Regions from separate parts of the Callithrix jacchus genome. Here region 1 is linked to region 2. The links are chromatin contacts, called in public Hi-C maps. All regions are on one chromosome and are shown on one strand. Each heading gives the region's core, a stretch centred on a gene start, on an enhancer-like site or on the middle of the called end of the contact. The rest is flanking DNA. Distances are from core to core; before and after follow the strand shown.

The links. Hi-C and Micro-C count contacts between places; a contact is called where the count stands out from the background.
Region 1: a Hi-C map of skeletal muscle shows a contact between it and region 2, with 4 times the contacts expected there. The contact joins the enhancer-like site here to the promoter of ARHGAP29 in region 2. A contact is called at or near these places in 2 of 3 Hi-C or Micro-C datasets (both in skeletal muscle).

The regions. Positions count from the first base shown.
Region 1 is chr7:132,188,243-132,194,503 of calJac240_pri, forward strand. No RefSeq gene overlaps it. Among named protein-coding and RNA genes, the nearest start is that of ARHGAP29, 82 kb to the left of the region's middle. Within about 2 kb of position 1,494, at least 4 of the 16 cell types and tissues checked have an H3K27ac peak or open chromatin away from gene starts, as enhancers often do. A contact at or near this core is called in skeletal muscle, where this site is marked.
Region 2 is chr7:132,106,450-132,112,954 of calJac240_pri, forward strand. ARHGAP29 (Rho GTPase activating protein 29) reads right to left here and starts at 3,002. Exons shown (of 23, transcript XM_078332569.1): 1 at 2,823-3,002.

The DNA of each region.
Region 1 (6,261 bases), core at 244-2,743, 80 kb after region 2:
CTGATTTTTATAGTGTCACTCAAGGAGCCTTTAACTTAGGGCCTAATGCCTAAATGAGGTCCATTAAAATTCAGTTCTCTGAGGGGATGACATGACGCAGTTCAGAAATGAAGTTCTTTAATCAGCTGACTTGATCCACAGATAAAGTTTAAAATATCTAAAAGAAGGCCAAGTGTGGTGACTTACACTTGTAATGCCAGCACTTTGGGAGGTCAAGGTGGGAAAATTACTTGAACTCAGGAATTCAAGACCAGCCTGGGCAACATAGGGAGACCCTCTCTCTATAAATAAACGTAAAAATTAGCTGGGCATGGTGGCTCATGCCTGTGGTCCCAGCTACTCAGGAGGCTGAGGCAGGAGGATTGCTTGAGCCCAAGAGGCTGAGGCTGCAGTGAGCTGTGATCACTGCCACTTCACTCCAGCCTGAGAGACAGAGCGAGACTCCAAAAAGAAAGAAAGAAAGAGAGAAAACAAGGAAGGAAGGAAGGAGAGAAAGAAAGAGAGAGGGAGGGAAGGAAGGAAGGGAGGGAGGGAGGGAGGGAGGGAGGAAGGAAGGAAGGAAGGAAGGAAGGAAGGAAGGAAGGAAGGAAGGAAGGAAGGAAGGTGGGAGGGAGGGAAGGAATGAAGGAGGGAGGAAGGAAGGAAGGAAGGGAAAGAAAGAAAAGATGGCCTGTATCTCTCCCTAAATGTTGTCTTCTGCGGTCAAATTTTCATAAGAATTAAGCAACAGAGAAGTCAAGGATAAATCGCCTGGCAGGTACAACTGAAACTCTATACGTCTGATTAGATGCAGATCTACACCTAAGAACTTGGCAACCACTTGTGAAAGTGAAGGTTCCTAACCAGGCCAGGTGCTTGTATAGACCTACGTCCTCAAAGAGGCAGACTATGGTGTAACCATTAGTAGCAGCCAGATTTCCTTCAGGAAATTGTTTGTGTTTGCTGTAACATGACAACAAATGACAACAAGGCCCGTGCGGTGGCCACGGTGTGGGACATAGATAACAACCCTTCCACCAACATTAGATACTGCACAGTTAATTTTCTGTTATCCTGCTTTGGTTTTTTCATATATACCTCCCTACTCATTAGAGTAGTTAATTGAGAATTGACTGTTAAAAATGAAATCAATCTGCAGAGAAAAAGTCACGTTGGATTAATCTCTGGGGCCCTAGGCTGTTGGCTTCATGTTTAATTTGGATACTTCCCAATCCAGTTTTGTGTAGGTCACCCCGTATAGCTTCCTCCATCAGCAAGATGATTTTGTGTTTTAGAAAACATGTACACTTGGTAAACTGTCAAAGTGAGTTGTATGTGAGGTATGTGTTATTCAGAGGGAGAAAATATTTTCAGCACTACTTGAAGTCTTTATACCTGACAATGCATTAAGAATTCAACACAGTAATCTTATTGTTTTAGCTGTTGCCTTTACCATTACTCATGCAGCATGACTGGGGAAAAAAAATTAATGATCCCCCCACCCCCACAGTGTTTGGTTTGTGTATGAGTTTTAAAAAAAATCTTTTGGTTTGGGATGAATGCGTCGAACAATCCACCATCTGGTGTACAAATATTTTTATAGACATGGTTCCAAATACCACAAAATCACTGCCACAGCTCAGGTTCTGTGAATCTTTTTCTGAGGCAGACTTTTTATTAAATGTGATTATTCTTGAACCATGAGACTCCCCGCAGAAGCATTAAGATTTAGCCTTGAGAACAAAACTCCTCATGTTGACCAGCATTTTTAAAAAGATGGAAAGAACTCTCCCTGGAGCTAATTTCAAGGAGGACAAAAAAGAATTTTGTTTTTGTATTTGCTTTTTTTGTTTACATACTAAGCACATACAAACTAAATCAGTGACAACCTCTATTACATTCCTGCTGTAATCCTGGCGGGTGGAAGAAGATAAGATACCAGTAAGCTCTGTGGGCATCAAGTTTCAGCCCTGTCAGGTGTAATCAGAACCCTGGTCTTAAAGCAAAGGCCTCCACTCCACCTCCTTAGGCAGAGGACACTTCATTCCCCAGCCCCAGGCACTAAGAAGAAAAGGAAGGATCCCTCCCATAACAGGAAAATAAAACAAAATAGCACCAACTGGGTTTGTGTGTTCCCTTTAACTCTTTATGCCCTGGAATTAATGCAAAGTGGTCTGTATTTAATAACGAATTCCCTCCTCTCACAAGGTGATAACGACAAAAGATTTTTAAAAGTCACGGATTGTAGTTTTGGAAAATTAAGATTCCCTCTTAACCTAATGTAAAGAAAATAGATGAGTGTGTGCATTTGATGGGATTCTAGGTAGGTCAGCACCATGTCATGAAGACTTTTCTGAGCTAGTGGTTTTGCTCAAAACGTCACTCAGACTTTTAAAGCATGGAGAAAATTACTTGTCAGTGAATGTACTACTCAGGGCAAATTAGAATTTGTATTGCTGGATTTCCTTTCAAAGTTAAAAACAAGGATAAACAGAACCAAAAGCCCGTTTGGGGGAATGTAGTGATCTAGAGGAGAGAATGATGGCCTATCGTGGGAGCTTCCAGCTTTGCTGGTGGAACTCACTGGAATGTCCATGAAAATCATCACAAGCTCAGACATAGTTCTTTATTGGCAAAACTATCCTAAAATGACTGGACTCTGATGCAGCTGCCTCGGGAGGAGTGGGAGAAGTAAGAGTCCCACTTCAGGGATCAGCAAACTAAGGTAGAGTGGAAATTAAGCAGCCGGGCCAGGGTCACCAAAAGTCAGTGGTGAGCGGGATACCGGCCCAGAAGAGCTGAGGAAGTGTAAAGTCCGGCGATAAGGCGATTAACTTGAGGAAATTAAAGCCCTGTAGTGTGGGAAAGAACAATTAGCCAAGACAGAGAGGCAGGAAGGAATACAGAATGAATTACAATCAGAGGAAACCAGCCAGCAACAAAAGAGATGAACTGGCGGGGGCGGGGCGAGAGGGACTGGAGAAGTGACTTAAGAATGCTGGCTTCTCCAAGTTCCATTCCTTCCTTATTGTTAGGTCGCCGCGCTCATAATTTAACCCCTTCATGCCTTGGAGTGTCTAACTCCAAGGCAGCTATCTTTATTCATGAAGCTCTTTGAGATTGTGCCACGAATATGATGAATTCCAGATAAGAATGACTGCCTAATTAGTTAGAAAAAGCTAACCCTCCTAAAAAGAAGGTTAAGCTTCTATAAATTAGCAAAATATTTCCATCAGAAACATGAGAAGAGACACTTAAAGCACAAGTATCAGCAAGTGTGGATGGTTTAAGACCAAGTAGAAAGTGTTCATGAAAATGAAATAGTTTAAAGGAAAACATGTAAAAGTGTTTAAAAACAATTTTGATGACTATAGAGATGACCGCAGGGGATGAAATGTCCTATAACTAATAGAAAATGAGAGAAAAAAGTATGATTGTTTTACAAAAATTAAAATTTGCTTATTTAAAAAATCTATGAGCTTGTCACACATGATTTTGGGCACAAGAGAAGATGCGCTATGAGCCCCAAATTAAATTGTCTTTTACTTCAATCCTAAAGATCAACAGGCAAAAAGCTAAGATCTTCTTTAACCGACCAAGATGCTAAAATCATGAAGAGAAAGGCAAAAAAAGATAGATCACAGCAGCAAAGGGTCATTCAAAAGAAGGGGGAGAGTTGATTATGTAGAATGAAGTGGAATGAAGATGCTAAGTAGGATGAGAAAAAGAAGATACTATTACAAAGGGTTGATTGAGGAAACAGAGTGGATAATAAGGCAAATTAAAGATTCTTATAAATCCTGTGTCCAGGAAATTAATTAACTGCTCAGACTAATAAATGAAGAAGTGTCACACAGAAGAGAATGATTAAAAGTCACCATGGGAAAATGGAAGGCTCATGGTTTATAAAGTCAGCACACTTAGAAAGAAGAAAATGGTGGGAGCATTTGAAACAAAACTAAAAGGCTTTAAAAGTGAACTGAAAAAAAAAAATGTGAAGTAGACAGTGATGGAAGACAGCCTTAGAAAATGCCTCAGTGATACAAGATTCTTTAAATATCTTAAAGTGATTGTGGGTAAGGAGGAGCATCCAAGAACTTGAAACATTAAACTCAGTTTTATTTTAATTTATTTAGTTTAAGTTTTTGGTCTTGCCTCCATGAGTCCAATAAAATGTACCAGAAGTGGAAACAGTGTCAGAGAGAGATAAATCAAGAGCAATGAGGAATTCTCTTCCAATAAATTAAGATAACTCAAGAAAAGACAACTCCTGAGTGGGAAGAAAAAGCTGCAGAGATTAATACTGCCTTCAGGCAGCATTTGGATGGCTCCTAGGAATCACAGAGATACCTGGAGAAAACAGAGCCAAGTAAATTTAGTACCTTTCAAATAAAAAAATGGACTAGGGAGGAAGAAGAAAATTGCTAGCCTTGCAATTTGGGAGCAATTGAAATATTTAAAGTATAGATAAAGCAATCAAGGTGGAATTACCAAATACCTAGAAATATATGAGTTCAGCAGACAAAACAATCAAACTTTAGGAAAAGTGACCTCTTGAATAAAATTCTTATAGAATTTTTTAGACTTTTGAATTTTGGCCACTATACTAGAATTTATAGATAAAATAAATAAATGGACATCTATTAGCAACATCATCATATTCTGCAAATGGCATTTGTTAACCAACATCATAGACTACGGACTGATCAGAAAGGATTGGGGCAGATTAAACAGTCCTCATGCCCTTGAGATGCTGACATCAGCATAGATGCAAAAGTACCCATAGCTTGGGCATCCAATGACCAGAAAGCTAGTGGCATCTGTCACACATGCATTGTATAATTGCAATGCATTGTATGCATGAGCAAGAGAATCTCGATCTCAGATTCATTTCAACGAATAAGTCACCACAGAAATAGGACCTATGAGGAAATCCTTGAAGAGGAGTTGGAATGAATGGTTTGCTGGGCAGGCAGGATATTTCTGATACAGGAAGAGCATCTGAGAAAGCCCATAGCCAGGAGTGGGAAAGGAGGCTGAGGAGTCATGAACAGGGCTGAGAGAGCATAATATTGGTAAGAAGTGATGGGAAAGATTAGATAGCCTAGAGTAGGAGACAGATTTGAGCATGGGCTTTGGAGTGAGACAACCTGGTTTGAAGCCTAGCTCCATGGTGATATAATCTCCCCCCTGCCCACCCCCACCACAGCCTCTCTGTACTTTGGTCTCTTCATTTCAAAGTTGGAATTTTAATAGACTTACCTTAAGGATTGCGCTAAGAGTGAAGTGAGATGTTCTGTGTTCAAGCACTCAGACAAATCAGAACTCCAATATTAGCTGTTGCTGTGAATGAATTGTACACTTAGAATGAGAACACCTGCCTTCCTAATTTCCTTGGGGTCATCTCTGTCAACTTTCTGCTGCCTTTTCAAACCTTTTACGCTTAGATTCTAGAATTTTATACAAATAGTGCAGAAAATTTATGTAATAGGCCTAAAAACATTAATTTTAAAGATGGAAGTAGAATTGTTCATAGAGAGGACTATCCTTTGTTTAGCAAGAGACCTTGGATATGAAAGATGAAATCTCCAAAGCTAACTTACTTTGAAAGTATCAAGAATTGAAAGCTATTACATGCCTGTAATCCCAGCACTTTGGGAGGCCAAGGTGGCCAGATCACTTGAGTCTAGGAGTTTGAGACCAGCTGGCCAACATGGTGAAACCTCATCTCTACTAAATATACAAAAATTAGCCATAAATGTTGGTGCATGTCTATAATCCTAGACGACTCTGGAATCTGAGGCATAAGAATTGCTTGAATCCAGGAGGCAAAGGTTGCAGTGAGCAAAGATCACACTACTATACTCCAGCCTGGGTGACAGAGGGAGACTTTGTTTCAAAAAATGAAAAAAATAAAATAGAATTGAAGCCTGATTAAAAAAAGAATGAGATTATGTCCTCTACAGAAACATGGAACTGGAAACCATCATTCTCAGTAAACTAATGCAGAAACAGAAAACCAAATCCTGCATGTTGTCACTTATAAGTAGGAGCTAAATGATGAGAACTCATGGACACAAAGAACAACAGACACTGGGCTTCCCTGAGGGTAGAAGGTAGGAAGAGGGAGAAGATGAACAAAAATTGTTGGCCAGGCACGGTGGCTCATGCCTGTAATCCCAACACTTTGGGAAGCCAAGGTGGGCAGATCACAAGGTCAAGAGTTCAAGACCAGCCTAGACAACATGGTGAAACCCCTTCTCTGTTAAAAATACAAAAATT
Region 2 (6,505 bases), core at 1,752-4,251:
TTAATAATTTTTAAAGTTTGTTTATTCAATATCCTTTTGCTAATCTCAAATTATTTCTGAGAATCTAATTTCTACACTTAAACTAGTTTCAAATCTATCTAACATTAATCCTTAAATGTGTACATCATTTCTATAATGAATTCAGGGCAATTTTTGAGCATTAGTATTATAACTAAGTCTTCCTTCTCATCAACAAAAACAAAACAAAAATTCAAAGTGCCTTGTTTGGGCAGCTCTTTTACAAATCAGTAACCAAAAAGGCTATTCGCGTAACAAAACATCACTTTTGCAGTTTACTTAATAAAATCATTCTGTTTAGTTCTGACAGCTTTTAAACTTAGTAAATTAGAGAACTAGTCACTGACAGTGGTAAAGATGGTTACAAAAATTAAAGACATTAAAGCAATTTACCTATTTTAGTAGAAATAATTTACTTTAATTAATTTCATGTAAAAGAGTAACCCAAACTTTTAAAGTGTTTCAAAAATGCTGGAACATTTTTAGACAAGACTTTAAAAATCTGCAAAAAACAAACAATGAAAAACACATGGCAAGGAGAAGAGGGGCTCTTCTTCTCTTATAAAAAAACGATTATACTCTACCTCTAGTCAGCATTATAATAATTTTGTTATATATTACTATTTTTCATATTCCAAAGTAAGGAACCATTACAATTGAAAAAAAATGTTTAAAATAACAAACTTAATCCAAGCTTTCATAAATGAACTATGATGAGAAGCTGGGGCAATATACACTTTTCAACATCATATACACTACTTTCTCATGTGCTAAAATGAATATTCTCTTCTTGGCAGTAACATAATATGTAGTTACTAACAGACTGCAACTGGCAACTTAATTTAATAAGTACTGATGAATGCAAAGTACTTAGCAGAGTGCCTGGTTCATCATAGACTCAGTTACTTAGTCATTATGACTAGCAGTGCTTACCGAGGGAAATTGTTTTCAAACAAGATGGGGCTTCACTACAATACATTTGCGGACTGTGAGCAAGAAATACAGGACTGGAAACAATTGTAGAAACTTAACTGACTCTGGAAACCTACTAAAAGCTTCCAAGTGAAATCTGAACTGTGCAAATATACTTGTGCAAAAGATTTGTGACACACTAATTCTGGTGCATCTCTTTCAACTTAAAACCAACATTAAAAACATGTATTATCCACTTCTCAAAGAATTCCGCAGCAAGAAGAAAATTATCATGCAAAACTACTCGCATTGTATGTTGTAAATCTAAGTAATATGTGCATTAGAAATGTAGACACAAATTTCCTATCCCCCACAACTCCAGGAGCCTGTGTCAATCAAATGTCCGCTGCCCCATGCATACCCCCTGCCAAATGCACATTATGGCAGTAGTTTCATTTTAGGCTTTCTAATTGAAGTGCAAAACTGCCTCAAATATCTATGTTTATTATTTCTCATTTTACCATTTCTTCTTGAGGAAAAATTGCCAGATATTTCAGAAATCTGCTATTTCAGCACAATTTCGGATTTGGCAAGAATCTAAAGCATTAAGAGGCTAAAAAAAATTAGAAGATCTCATTCTGAAATGACGCTTAAATCTTTATAGTTTTAAAAAGCACTCTCCACTAAAACAAAATAGGGACATGTGAGAAAGAGTTTTATCCATACTATGTAAACAAATTGTAAAGGAAGGCATGCAATACATATGCACTTCATTTTTGTACAGTTTGAACCTAGCACGCTTTAAAAAGAGGAAGCTGCCCAGTATCCCACACCTCCAGAATGTCCAGCATTCCTGGCAGGCAGTGCAGTCCTTTGGCCAGCCAAAACTACCCATTGCCAAAGAGCACGTTCCTTAACCAAGGATTTAAAGAGGGAAGAATGGAGCAACCAAAATGAAGAGCCGACGTTGGTAGCGACGGACGAAAGATAAACCACAGACAAGAGATACAGTCACAGTGACAGATGGAGAGAAGGGAAGGAAAGCTCACTCTGCCCTCCAAAAAAGGTTTCGGGCCAATACCCTCAGAGAAACACAGTTTAGAAAAGATCAACATATAGAGACAAGAGGCTCGTCAGTCACGAGTGCTCCAACTTGAAACCACCGACTCCAGCTCACACGTCCAAAAAATGTTTTTAATTAAAACTGTCAAACCCCAAAACACGTCCACAATTGAACTGGGACAAACCTGCAAGATTCAGTAAAACGCGAAACGAAAACCAAAAGACAGAGACCAGGAGAACAATGCATAATCCTAAAATATCTCAGAAATGAGAGCCCAATTGGAGTGAGGACTGTAATCAGGGCAGGTGGGAGCGGGAGTGGAATCCAGACAAGAACCCAGACGCGTAGAGGTCAGGAGCACGGATTCCAGAGCAAAAGCGCCTGAGTTTAGGTCCCAACGCTGCCAACCACTAGTCTGTGTGTTTGGCCATGTTTTAAACCTCGATTTCCCCGTGTGAAAACCGAGTCCAACAGTCATGGACTGTCGTGAACATTAAAAGAGTTAAAATGGGCAAAGCCTTCAGAACAGCAGGCTGACCGTGGTACGCGCTGTGTGTTAACTTTAATTACGATCGTCACCGTCTGCTCCCGGCCACCGCTCGCGTCCTACTCGGCTCGTCCTCGCCTGCCTCACCCGGGGCACCCCTCGACCCAGCCGGACCCTTCCCGAGGACACCCGTCCCCAGCACAGCACGCAACCGCTTCCGCTCCCGGCCGCCCCGCAGGCCTCCCGGACCCTGGACCGCAACTCGTGAGCGCTCGCGGGGACCGCCCCAGCCCAGAACCAAAATCGCAGCGGCCAGAGCGAGCGCCAACTCCCCACACTCACCACGGCGCTCCATCCCGCGTCCCGGATGTGGACGCCCGCCCAACACCTACTGCCGCTGCCGCCGTGGAGGGCTGGAGCTAGCCGCCCCCATCCCCCACGGCCCGCGGACGCCCGGCCAAGCCGCCGCGCCGCCACCGCCACCACCACCGCCACCACTGCCACCGCCACCACACAACTGCCGCCGCCCCAACAGCTACTGCCACCGCCCCGCCCCCTGGAGCCCAGCCCATTGGCCCGCGCACCCAGGGGCGGGGCCGCCGACCGCAGCAGGTGGGGGCGACTGCTAGCTGGCTCTAGGAACTCGGCCGTCAGCTGCGGCAGGCCTGAAGCTGTCCCAACAACGTGGACCGTGTCAGCCGCCCTTTTGGCTTGCAGAGGGGCAGGCAGAGCGACTCAGAGAAAAGTCACCTGAGGATTAGATGTGGTTTATGGCTTTCTCAGATAACTAGTCTACACTTCTTATGAGGCACTTCCGTGGACCACCGTTTTCCTCCCTCTCCGAGGGGTTGGGGAAGGGCGCCACTCTTCTGAATGAAAAATGAACTACCTCAAAACCAGCCATCTACTCTGCCCCTCTGCCCTCTATGGAGGGTAGTATTTAGGCCTCTCTGTCTTTTCTTGGCGGGTGGGGGATGAAGTCTCGCTCTGTTGCCCAGGCTGGAGTGCAATGGGGTGATCTTGGCTCACTGCAACCTCTGCTTTCCGGGCTCAATTAATTCTCCCACCTCGGCTGGGCGCGGTGGATCACGAGGTCAAGAGATCGAGACCATCCCGGTCAACATGGTGAAACCCCGTCTTTACTAAAAATACAAAAAATTAGCTGGGCATGGTGGCGCATGCCTGTAATCCCAGCTACTTCAGGAGGCTGAGGCAGGAGAATTGCCTGAACCCAGGAGGCGGAGGTTGCCGTGAGCAGATATCGCGCCATTGCACTCCAGCCTGGGTAACAAGAGAGAAACTCCGCCTCAAAAAAAAAAAAAAAAAAAAAATTCTCCCACCTCAGCCTCCGGAATAGCTGGGATTACAGGCGCTCATTACCATGCCCAGCTAATTTTTGCACTTTTAGTAGAGAGGGGTTTCCACCACATTGGCCAAGCTGGTCTCGAACTCCTGACCTCAGGTGATCCACCTGCCTCAGCCTCCCAAAGTGCTGGAATTACAGGCATGAGCCACTGTGCCCAGCCCTTTCTTTCTTAACTGGACTCTCAAACTCACCTCATAATAAGGGAGAAAAAAAAAGTCTGAGAAAGATGGAATAATTTTAGCAAGGAGCAGAAGCAGGAAAGCACATAGCCCCCATATCACACCACTTGCTGGAACAAGTGATGGCACTTATCTCAGTGCTGGAACATTCAGAAAGAACTCATGGACAAACAGAGGATAAAACATGGGGAGGGAGACTGTGGGTAGTGCTGGGGTCAGAGAGAAAAATGATCACACAGGGAGAAAAAGAAAAAGGAGAATGTGCTGAGGAGAAGTGGAAAGAAAACGAGGTACAGACACAGGAAGAGAGAGGAAAATCAAGGACGGCAGAAACAAGTGAAGGCAAAAAGATAAAATAAGAAATATGAAAGGAGAGACTACCCACTTAACAAACAGAAAAGGAAGTGAGCATGACAGAACCAAAAGTAGAGTAGTGGGGTGAGAGAAAATACTCATTGACAAAGAAAGAGGGACACCTCACATAACTTTGAACGCTTACAGGAAAAACAATGCTAATACAACACATTTGGCTCCTCAGGTGCTACTTAGAAAAGATAAATAAGAAATCTCAACTCCTTGGTTACTTTGGCACCATACTGGATTTATCGGGCCCAACTTACACAAATTTTCCCCTCAAACCCCAAAAATAATAGGACCAAAGTCCTGCCACAAATACTCAGGAAACCTCAAAACGAAACTTCCTTCTAATCATGCTGAAAAAGAAAACAGCACCAAGGACTCTCACTATGGAAACTAATGATGCCTGGACTGAAGCAAACTAAAAAGAGGAAACAAAGGAGTCTCCAAGCCAAGAGGAGGCTGAACAGTGCAACCATGATTCAATCATAAATAAGGTTTTTGGAAGGAAATTTTTGAGGAAGTCCCTCAACCTCAAACACCCTATTAAGTCTATTTTAAAATATAATATTTTGGCAGAGTGTGGTGGCTCATGCCTATAATCCCAGCACTTTGGGAGGTCAGGAGTTTGAGACCAGTCTGGTCAACATAGTGAAACCCCATCGCAACTAAAAAAAAAAAAAAAAAAAAAAATTAGCTGGGTGCGGTGGTGTGTGCCTGTAATCCCAGCTACTCAGGAAGCTGAGGCAGGAGAATCACTTGAACCCGGAGGCGAAGGTTGCTGCAGTGACCTGAGATCACACCATTGCACTCCAGCTCAGGTGACAGAGACTCCATCTCAAAAAAGTAAATAAATAAATAAATAAAAATATATTATTTTGCACTTATACATCATTACCCTTAATAAAGAGGATTTTGTTGCTGATTAAAATGGAACTGGAAGCATCACTGACAAAAATCATCAACAAGTTCCTGATAGAGAGAAAGGGTATATGGACGGAGGTGGGGGTGTGACAAGGCAGAAGGGAACTCACAACAAGGGAGAGAAAAGCAGGAAAGAGAGACAAAAGGAGGTGTGAGAAGGAGAGAGAGAGACAAGTGTAGAGGAGAAAAAAGACAAGAGGGAGAGAACAAAGAAATATGCAGAGACAAGGAGAAGCAGAGAAAGAGAAAATGAGAGAGAGACAAGGAAGATAAAAGAGACTAACAGAGGTGATGGAGACTACCCACTGATACAGAAAGCAAAGAGGGCCACTTCTCACATGCAAACAGTTCTGGGGGAAATGAAGCCAGTTAGCCCAAGGCTGTATAAGAATCCAAGACTCCTTGATTACCTGCTTTTACAATAATTTTTAGACTTAATTTTAAAATTAAAAAAAAAAATGTATCCATTAGGCCTCAAACCTAACGTACTAATATGACAAGCAGTACTGAAGACACCTAAAAAACAAACATTCCTTCATACTCCACCAGAGAATGGTGCACCATGGACAATCACCCACCAATGACTCAAAACTGAAGGACATCAATGAGGGATAAAGAAAAGATTCTGAAGGCTAAGGAGAGTGGGTCCGGACAACTCTCAGGGAGCTCAAGGAGGAAAAGTCTGTCTCTCCTATCTGCTCTGGGTTATTCTCAACACCCCCCAAACCAGATCTACCTCTAAGCCATCATAACAAAACAGCCAACTATTGTGCAGAGGACCTGACACAGAGTCAAAATAGTTGCCTGTTTGGGGATCAAGGAATGTTAGTTAGATGGTTAAATAAAGGTTGTTGGAGGGAAATTTTGAGAAGTCTCTCAATCTCAATCCTTCTCTTAAACCTTTAAAGAAATACATTATCTGCCATCCTTCATCTAGAGGATGATGACATTTGGAAATATTTGGAAAACTGGTAGTTCACTTTTAATTTAAAAGGATTACTTTATTAATCTCCCTGACATGATTTTGATTGAAGTAACTTATCACAAAAATACACTTTAAGTATGAAAAGCACGTTAATATATGTAATAATACGTTTCTGCAAGTCTGAAATTCTTGGCTTATAATAAAATTGTAGCGTTCAATAAAAAAGAGTAAAACCATCAATGTATCTATCATAGATGTACAGTATCTTAAGTTT